Regions from separate parts of the Gossypium hirsutum genome. Here region 1 is linked to region 2. Evidence: chromatin contacts called from public Hi-C data. All regions are on one chromosome and are shown on one strand. Each heading gives the region's core, a stretch centred on a gene start, on an enhancer-like site or on the middle of the called end of the contact. The rest is flanking DNA. Distances are from core to core; before and after follow the strand shown.

Region 1 (4,372 bases), core at 428-2,927, 280 kb before region 2:
AACCAACTAACTGGTAGGAAAGGTGGCTGTTCACCCTCAAAAGGCAGAGAACCATCGACGGTAGCAGGACAGTTGCAAATGTTATAGGGAAGGAGAGCAAGTTGAAAGGTAGAGGATATATTGGAATGGAATGGCCCCTCGTTAGAAGAATGAGAGGACTTACATAAAAAAGATAGAGGAGATGTCATGTTCAATGTTTAACTGATGACAAGGTCACATCTTGTTGTCCCTTTATACAGGCTGCAACATGACCACGTGGGTCGAAAATGAGACATTATAAGGCAGCTTAGCAATCAATGAGCGTGAGGCCAAGTACTCTTGACGAAGGTAGTCCATGGGCGGCATGGTGTTCTAGGGGTGACATGTAGAGCCATTTCCGGAGGTGGTATAACAAATACGAACACTACTTTAAACCCAAAGGAACAATGCAGGGTAAAAAAATCCAAGTAGATCAGATTCTGAAAACTAGAACTGTAAAACACTGCTTTTTAGAATATTGCCTACTATTTGCTTGACTTGCATGAACTTTCCTCTAAGTGGTGGTCGTGTAACGAGTGCATAATGTTCACTGCAACGCTCGTTATACGAGTAAACTATAGGTAACAAACCTCTGTGCACTGGAATTGCACGGCAAGCCCTCCAATATGGATTATGATTCCAATTTCAATAAGCCCCACTCCGCCACCTCAAGCTTCCGATAGTCAAACACAAGCACATGTTGCTCACTTCAACTAAGAATCAAATAGTTTGTATAATGGATAAACCCTAAACTAAAAGCTTAATCTCTCGATCAATGCAGATTTACAGAAACAGCGATAACCAAGAAAAGCCACATCCAAGCATATTCAAAATGCAGTAAAGCATACCCATTTCTTGGGTTAGCTAAAACATTCAAAAATCCAAAAATAAATCAATGACAGTGATGACATTATAATAGGTTCAAACATTAAAAGATTCAATTCACAACCTCCATTGATCTACAGATCTACGTTAAGACAATATGATAAATTATAAAGGACACAAAATAGTTCAAAAGCTTAAACTTCTTATAGAAATGAGCAAATCACGTTCCATAAAATAACAAAAATAATAACCCAGAAATATCTTATCCAAACAGATTCAAAATCCGTCATTAAATTCAAAATTGTTCGATAAAACTACTTAAGCATAAAACATGTTCCAATAAAACACTTAAAACCTGAGCTTAGTAAAGAACCACCTGTTTTTCCCAGTCTTGAACCTCTCTTCAAACCTCTCCTTAGTTGCCTTACAAGCGGCCACTTTCTTGTCCTTGGTCTGGAGAGCATCGACGGTAACCACGTCTTTCAAGTCCACGTCGAGGGTGTAGCGCGTGGGCATCAGGTGCTGGTAATTGACGAGCTTGATGAAGCACTTGACGCGTGACTTCTTGGCGGTTTTCTTCGCGGAGTCCTTGCGGATAACCTTGCTCGGATACTTCTTTATCCCTGCAACCAAACAATGGCCATAGGCGCGGTCACGTGTGCCATCGTCGAAAGATCTGACAATGACGGCTTTGCGGCCGGCGTATCGACCCTGGAGGACGATAACTGCCTTGTTCGGTTTAAGAAACTTCACCATGGCGATGGCGGCAGCTGCGGCTCTGATTCTCTTCTCCCAAAAACCCTAAGTAAAGAAACAAGGAAAAAGGGAAATGGGGTAATATATAGTGCGAGTTGATTGAAACCCTAGAAGTTTCGGAATCTTGGTGGGCTGGGCTTAAATTTGTGATTTGGTGCCCTTAATTTTTTCGGTCAGAGTGATGGGTCTAATTAGGTCCAATAATTTCGCATGCATTTTGTATGCGTATCAATTTGATTAGGTCCGAACAAAGATAAAAGGAGGTTATACAATATCGATTTTTAAATTAAAATTTTTAAATAATTTAATGATTATTTTGTAATTTTTTTGAAGTTAAGTGATTAAAATCTAAATTTATTAATAATTTAGTAACTTTTGATTTAGTTTACCTTAAATATTTATATATTAATAATTTGTGTTTTATGATATAGTTCGATGTGTTTTTATCAGATTTTTTTTATTTGAATAGTATGATAACGATACTCAAAATAGTATAAGTTTAAGATTATTTATTAAGATAAAATGAAAACTACAATGAAAGTGAAAGTTGCACAAGCTACCTGCGAAACTTAAATATGTGCATGGATTCCTGAGTTATCATGTGCGGTTACCATATATAGGTTTTAGTTCAGGTAGTCTAACTCATCAATTTTAGTTTAAAATGTATCAATTTTTAGTATAATCATTATTATCACTAAGTATGCATATAGCACTAGTTTAGAACATAATTTATTTTGAATTTTAATTATTAATGTCATGTCAGATTATAACTTGCAAAACAAATAAATTTTAAAATTTAATTATGTCATGAATATTTTATATATATAAGTTGTGAATTTTTTTTGAAAGAATATAAGTTGTAATTAAAATTTAATACTAAGGATTTAGTACATATAAAATGAATATATTATGTATGATTTTTTTTGCACTTGTAAAAAGTTGTTATTAAGTTTGTAAATATTATAGTTATATGAAATAATTAGATCAAAAGTACAATTAAAGCTATTAAATAACAAACTTAACCATATGGTGTAATTTACGACATAAAACTTTATGCAACTTACATACATATGATATGATACTATCCAAAATTAATTTTGTGAATATTATAAGTTCACCGCAATTTTTAAGTTTGGATTTAGCTCGATCTAAAAAATGAGTTTAAGTTTTTATTCAAGTTCGATTCAAATAAAAATATTAAAATTCAGATTTGATTTATATTAAATTTTTAAAATTTTATTTTATTTATATAAACTTCTTTTAAAAATATAATAAACCAAATAAACTAAAAATATTAAAATAAATATTTCACGAAAAATTGAAAATAAATTTTAAAAAAAGTTTTTATACTTAAATAACACTCAGATAAGTTCAACTTAACAAGCAAATGCCTCTAAAATAGTAGTAAAATTAACAATAAAATAAGTGTTATACAATATTCAAACATTAACAACAAAATAGTAGCAAGATAATAGTGAAATGGTAGCACAATAGTGGCAAAAAAGTGGAAAAACATTAGCAAAACATGGAAAAATATTAGGGTTTTTTATTGAAAATTCGAGTTGGGCCAGGCCTGGACAAAAAATTTTACTTGAGGCTCAGCCCGTTTTCTAAATGGGCTTTGTTTTTTTGCCCAAGTCTATTTTTTAAGTCATACTTTTACTCAAACCGTTTCATTTTTTGAGCAAACTTTTGAACCGAACTGGACAACTCTACATACAACATAAAATTTCATGTGACGTACATAGATATAAATTATAACATGGTCACTAATTAATTAAATTAGTTTGCATTTAAAAACTCAAATAAAATATATGATGAGACATTATAAATATAGGATTTTATTTAATTAAATCTTCCACTGGGTTTCTAGCGAAGGTGAGACATTGGTCAATGATCGGAGGTATTTGGTGTTAGGAGGGAGACAATAATATTTGAGAAAATATTTGAAATATTATACATGAGTTTTTATGTAACATGAGTAAATAATAATATCACATATTATCATTAAATAAAATAAACAGTAGTAAAAGATTTATAAATAAATACTAATAATTTTATTTAAATATAATTGAAAATAGTGGAGTGGATTTATTTATACGCGTGTAAAATGTAAATCTAAAGTAGTTTTACACCTATTATTATATTTTTATACGTTTAATATTTTAACTATCAAACCATTGAACTTATCAATATAATTGTACTTGTCATGCATGTAAGTTTTCAAATTGATTCGCATCTCTATCAGACCAATCTAAAATATTGTATATATTGATATTTATTGAACGATTGACACTTTTTTACATAAAAACAAATAGTTGGAAAATTTAATTTACGTCAAGTTTGACATACATAATCTATATGAATGAAATATGAAATATGACAGTTAAATCATTAAAATATTAAGCGTGCAAAAAATTTAAAATTATTTAATTTTACTTTTATATGGGTGTTACATAAATGTATCCCTTTCTAAAAATAATTATTTGATATATTAAATAAAAATAATTATTTGATACGTTAATGATTATTTTTTTAATTTTACAATAGGATTAAGAAACTTTAAAAAGAGATTATTAATATTATTGCATCAACAAAGTGTAGTCATATGCATAAATCATTATATTATAATAAAAAATATTAAACTGAAATCATGATAGTTTCTTAGTATTGTTTATGAAATTTAAAAAAAATTAAATTAACAGATGTTTGTGAAGAGATTAAATGTATCGTTAGACAATTTTTGTAGGAACTGCTAATGGTAGGAAGAAAA
Region 2 (4,509 bases), core at 389-2,888:
AAAAATGCAAATCCGGAGGTTCAGGCAACCCCTTTGGCAATGGAATATACAGTCATTATATGTTGGAAATGAGTATGGATTATTTTTACTTTTTACTTCATTTCTAGGAAATTTAAATTCATGCTTTATTCATCAAACAAAGGGCAGAAGTGGAGGACTTTCATTACATTGCAATATGCTTTACACAATCTTTCTTTAAGATCAGGTATGTACAAGTGCAAGAGCCTCACCAGCTTGCAATTCCGTCGACAGCCGCAGCTTCCTGTACTCCTCGTACGTGAACGAGTTGTAAAGCCGCGGATGGTCCGAATCCACCAGCTCCGGTGGCGGATCCACCGCTTCCTCTTTCGGTCCCAAGAGGAACGTGGCGATCGACACTCTAGTTTTCGCCTCCTTGCATTGCACTCTATGCTTCACCGTGTGTAACCTTCCATTGCTCCATACCTGAATCAGAATCAACAACAAGATTACGACACGAGAATACACGAACTGCCACATCTAAAGAAAGGGATTATTAGCTCACCGTGGCCATATCCCCAAGATTGACAAGGAGGCTGCCAGGCAAGGGATCAACAGCTACAAATTCACCAGATTTGTCCATCACTTCAAGTCCACCAACATTCTCATCGTCTTGAAGTATTGTTAAGAAGCCAGAATCAGTGTGTAATTGAACCCCAGCCGAGCCTACAGATTGAGGGGTGAAATGGTACTTATTTATCCTAAATTGGCAAGGCCATTCCTTGCAGTAATCACCCTTCAATCCCATACTCTCTGCTATTTTTCCACCTATATCCATGATTACCTCATGAATTGCTTTAGCATACTTCGCTACTGTGTCTCTGGGTCAAAATAAATCAAACCGAAATTCATTTGAACATGTCGAATCATATGAACTTCAAATTGGGTATTCAAAATCTAAAATCGAACAAGAACAATCCCATGAAGACAAAATCAAAAAAAGGGGGGGGGGGCAGACCTTTGTGAAGGAGAGGCATCCAACTGAGAGCAGAAGGTATGAACAGCTTGGGAGGAGGCCATATCATAGAGACCCAAAGCTTCATAAAGAGGGTTTTTAGGACTGGGAGCCCAATAACCACTGCCGGCAATGACATCGACGTTGTTTTGCTTGATTTGGATGGGGAGGTCAAGCAATGATCTCACAACTTGCTTCATTTCCTGCATCAATTCAAAAGGGATGTTGTGGTTGACTACCCTGAAACAACCCCATTCTTCAGATGATCGCCTTAGTTTCTCATACTGTGCTGGAAAATCTGAAAGATCAATGGTTGGAATACTCTGGGTTTTATCCATTTTTTTTTCACTCACTTTCCTCTGCTTATTTCAATTCTTCATATGGGAACTGAAAATATTATGAGGGTATTAAGTATTGAATTCTTCACATGGCAGCTTATAATAAATTTTATGTAAGGGCATTAACTATTGTTGAGCCTTGGTTAATGCTGAAAGTGGGGGATTGAGCTAGAAGCAAGGGGACAGCTTTTAGCTTCTTCTTCCGACAAAGTGAGGCAATTTACCAAGAAAAAACAAGGAAATCCACGACATAGTGTTTGGATTGAAAGCAATGGCAAATCGGCAATGGTGTACAAAGATGGAGATGAGTCCAAAAACAAGAAAGATAATAATAATAATAATAATAATAATAATAATAATAATAATAATAATGGGTGTAAGTGCATGATCCAAAAATCAATCATGTTTTTTACGTTTCCGTTTTCTGGTAAGATAATTAGCCAAAACAATACGCAACTCAAAGATAAGAGTGAGTGTTTCAACAAAAGCCGTGTTTACCGGTATATTTGAAAGAAAAAAAAAATCAGACATTTCAATTAAGTGCCAGCCAGCAAACTGTTCCTTTTAGGAAATCAAATTCAAACATATAAATTTTTTATACAATATTTAAAATTATTTGTAACTCATCTAAAACTTTTAGATAAGAGAATAATACATTTTAATATATTTGAACTCAGGTTCTTTTAAAGTGACAATAGTATTGATGTCAATTAAGCTAAAGTTTAAGATTAATTTAACAATACTTTTTAAAAATACTTTTGGGCTAAAAAAAACCCACTTTTAACTAAAAGCTAAAACTTCTATTTTTGGTTAAAAAAGTATTTTTTCAAAACATTTTTTTTTGTCTCAATATCATTTTTGAAAAACTCAAAAACATTTTATTAAACAATATTTTTACTTAAAAGTACATTTTGTTCCAAATGTATTTTTGAGAAGTAATGCTAAACTGACTTTTAGTTTAACATTGCTTCTAAAAAATGATTTGAAGTCAAAAATACTTTTAGAGCCATAAACAATATTAAACAAGCAACTTTTAAATTCGACATTACTTTTGAAAAGTGTTTTTGAACCCAGTAGAAACAGTTTTTTTTAACTTTTACTTTTTGACAAAAGCATTTTTAAGAATAAAAAATAACTTTAACCCTTATAAAATATTTTATATAATATTTATATTATGTAATTATTTTACTATTAAAATTTATTTTAAATATATAATATTATATATTTAAATTTTTATTGATTATATTTTAAATATTAAAATATCATTTATATATTTAAATTAAATTTTATAAATAATTAATATTAATTGTTTAAAAAATATTTAAAATTTATATTTCATATATTAAAATATTAATAAATTATAATAAATTATTTTTTATATTCTTACTAAAATATCATATATTAACTAATTTGAACATTATTTAAATACATATTTATTACTTTATAACACCATGTCTAAAATAAACATTTTATTTCTGAAAAACACTTTTCAAGAATAATTTTCAAAATCACTTTTTAAAAAACCTTCTAAAAAACAATGCTAAACTAACCTTTTTTTTTATAAAAACTCTAATAATTCAGATTAATAGGCTATCAAATTAATTAAACTATCAATTTCTAATCTAATCAATTTATGTAATTTAATTAAATAAATTATAAAGGAATTATAAAAAATAATAATCGATTCAACCTGTTCATACCCATTCATAAATCATTCTGTTCAACCCTTATTCCAAATTATAGCCGGATCAGTCCGATGTTCTAAAAAGAGTGCCCTAACCTCGAAGCACTCGGGGAGACGTTAATATTGAACCACACAAACTCTATTTCAAACTATAATACTGAAACATAACTCAAATCCACCGCAAGAATGATATAAATACAATCTCAACTCAAAATGCCATGAAAAAAGTAAGAACAAATACCCTAAGCCAATTCTCAACACGAGATTTAAAAACCAGTTTTCTGGCATTCATTCTACAAAATAAAAGTTCCATGCTAAAAAACAACAAAATTAAGCAAATTCTAGCTTCCTTTTCTGTATGTATAGAACAGTGAGAATACAATTCAATGGTGCCTATCTCTACCTGGCTCCAATGCTTCTTTAGGTCAGATGAGCACAAAATTGTGGGAAAGACTAAAACAGGTTGATCTTCTAGAATGGCTAATGCAATCGTATCAAAGATAATTAAGTTGCTTTCTGACGAACAAACCGCTGTAAACTTTTCGGCATTTCAATTTCCGGATTGGTTTTCTGCTTCTTTCTAGACGTTTCATGTTCCTGTATTTGTTGTTCCAAGAGTGGTTTCTTGGCTCTTTCAATCATCTCTTGTCTCTTCTTTGCTCTCTTACTCGGCTTGTTCCTTCCCTTTGTTTTCTTTTTAAAGTCGGTATCCTTTGCAGTTTCAATGGCAGCATCCATTTCAGCTTCTATCTCCTTCTTTGTTGGCTTCTCTTTCTTTTGTGGTGCTCTCACTGTACCAACCTTGGTTGGATCCAACATTACTGTTTCGGGTGGAAGCTTGTCAAGCAGAGAGTGCACTTCCTTCTCTCGCCTCTGTTTAGATGTTTCGAATGGGTTTGCCACCCAAGAATCAAAGTTGGGTTCCCCAGATCCTGGAATAAGAATACTAGACCAACCCATGGAGTGTCCTATCCCCAAAACATCTTCATATGGTCGAAACAAAACTTTCCCTACCTGGTAACCTTTAGCCATAGAATGAGTCATATAACTATTATAATTCTGAGATCCAGAAAAATCAGCTAAAACTTTTATAAATGATCCAGTTCCGGCAGCAAGCAAGCCTTTCTGACTGAAATTCAAGGTCTTTGCGTGACCTAGCATTGTTTGAATAACCTCAAACTTCCTCAAGTCCCAAATCTTGATTTTATTTTCTTTCCCAGATGTAGCCATGAGATGGCCATTTGGATGGAACGCCAGTGATGAGACAGGTCCAGGATGGCATAGCATCTTTACAAGTGGGACAGAACTGGTGGGCTTCCACATGGTTACTGTACCACTAGAATGACCCAATGCAACAACTCCGTTAAATGGATTGACCTGCATAACATCAGTGCGGCCTAAACCAGTCCGGAAATTGCCTACCATCTCACCCATTGTAACATCCTGATAATGAAGCTGCCCAAATTTGTTTATTGATGCCAAGAGGAAGTGGTTTTTCAGAAACTGGAGTCTTA

What was found. Hi-C and Micro-C count contacts between places; a contact is called where the count stands out from the background.
Region 1: a contact with region 2 is called in a Hi-C map of leaf, with 2.3 times the contacts expected there. The contact joins the promoter of LOC107954863 here to the promoter of LOC107954857 in region 2. A contact is called at or near these places in 3 of 34 Hi-C or Micro-C datasets (hypocotyl and leaf).

Annotation. Positions count from the first base shown.
Region 1 is chrD07:49,778,196-49,782,567 of Gossypium_hirsutum_v2.1, reverse strand. It overlaps LOC107954863 (60S ribosomal protein L27-3), which reads right to left and starts at 1,677. Exons shown (of 1, transcript XM_016890550.2): 1 at 1,026-1,677. The coding sequence starts at 1,599. The coding sequence ends at 1,192.
Region 2 is chrD07:49,495,576-49,500,084 of Gossypium_hirsutum_v2.1, reverse strand. It overlaps LOC107954857 (2-oxoglutarate-dependent dioxygenase DAO), which reads right to left and starts at 1,638. Exons shown (of 3, transcript XM_016890543.2): 1 at 977-1,638; 2 at 524-839; 3 at 101-444. The coding sequence starts at 1,311. The coding sequence ends at 202. LOC107954856 (probable U3 small nucleolar RNA-associated protein 7) reads right to left here. Exons shown (of 7, transcript XM_016890542.2): 7 at 3,119-4,509. The coding sequence ends at 3,500.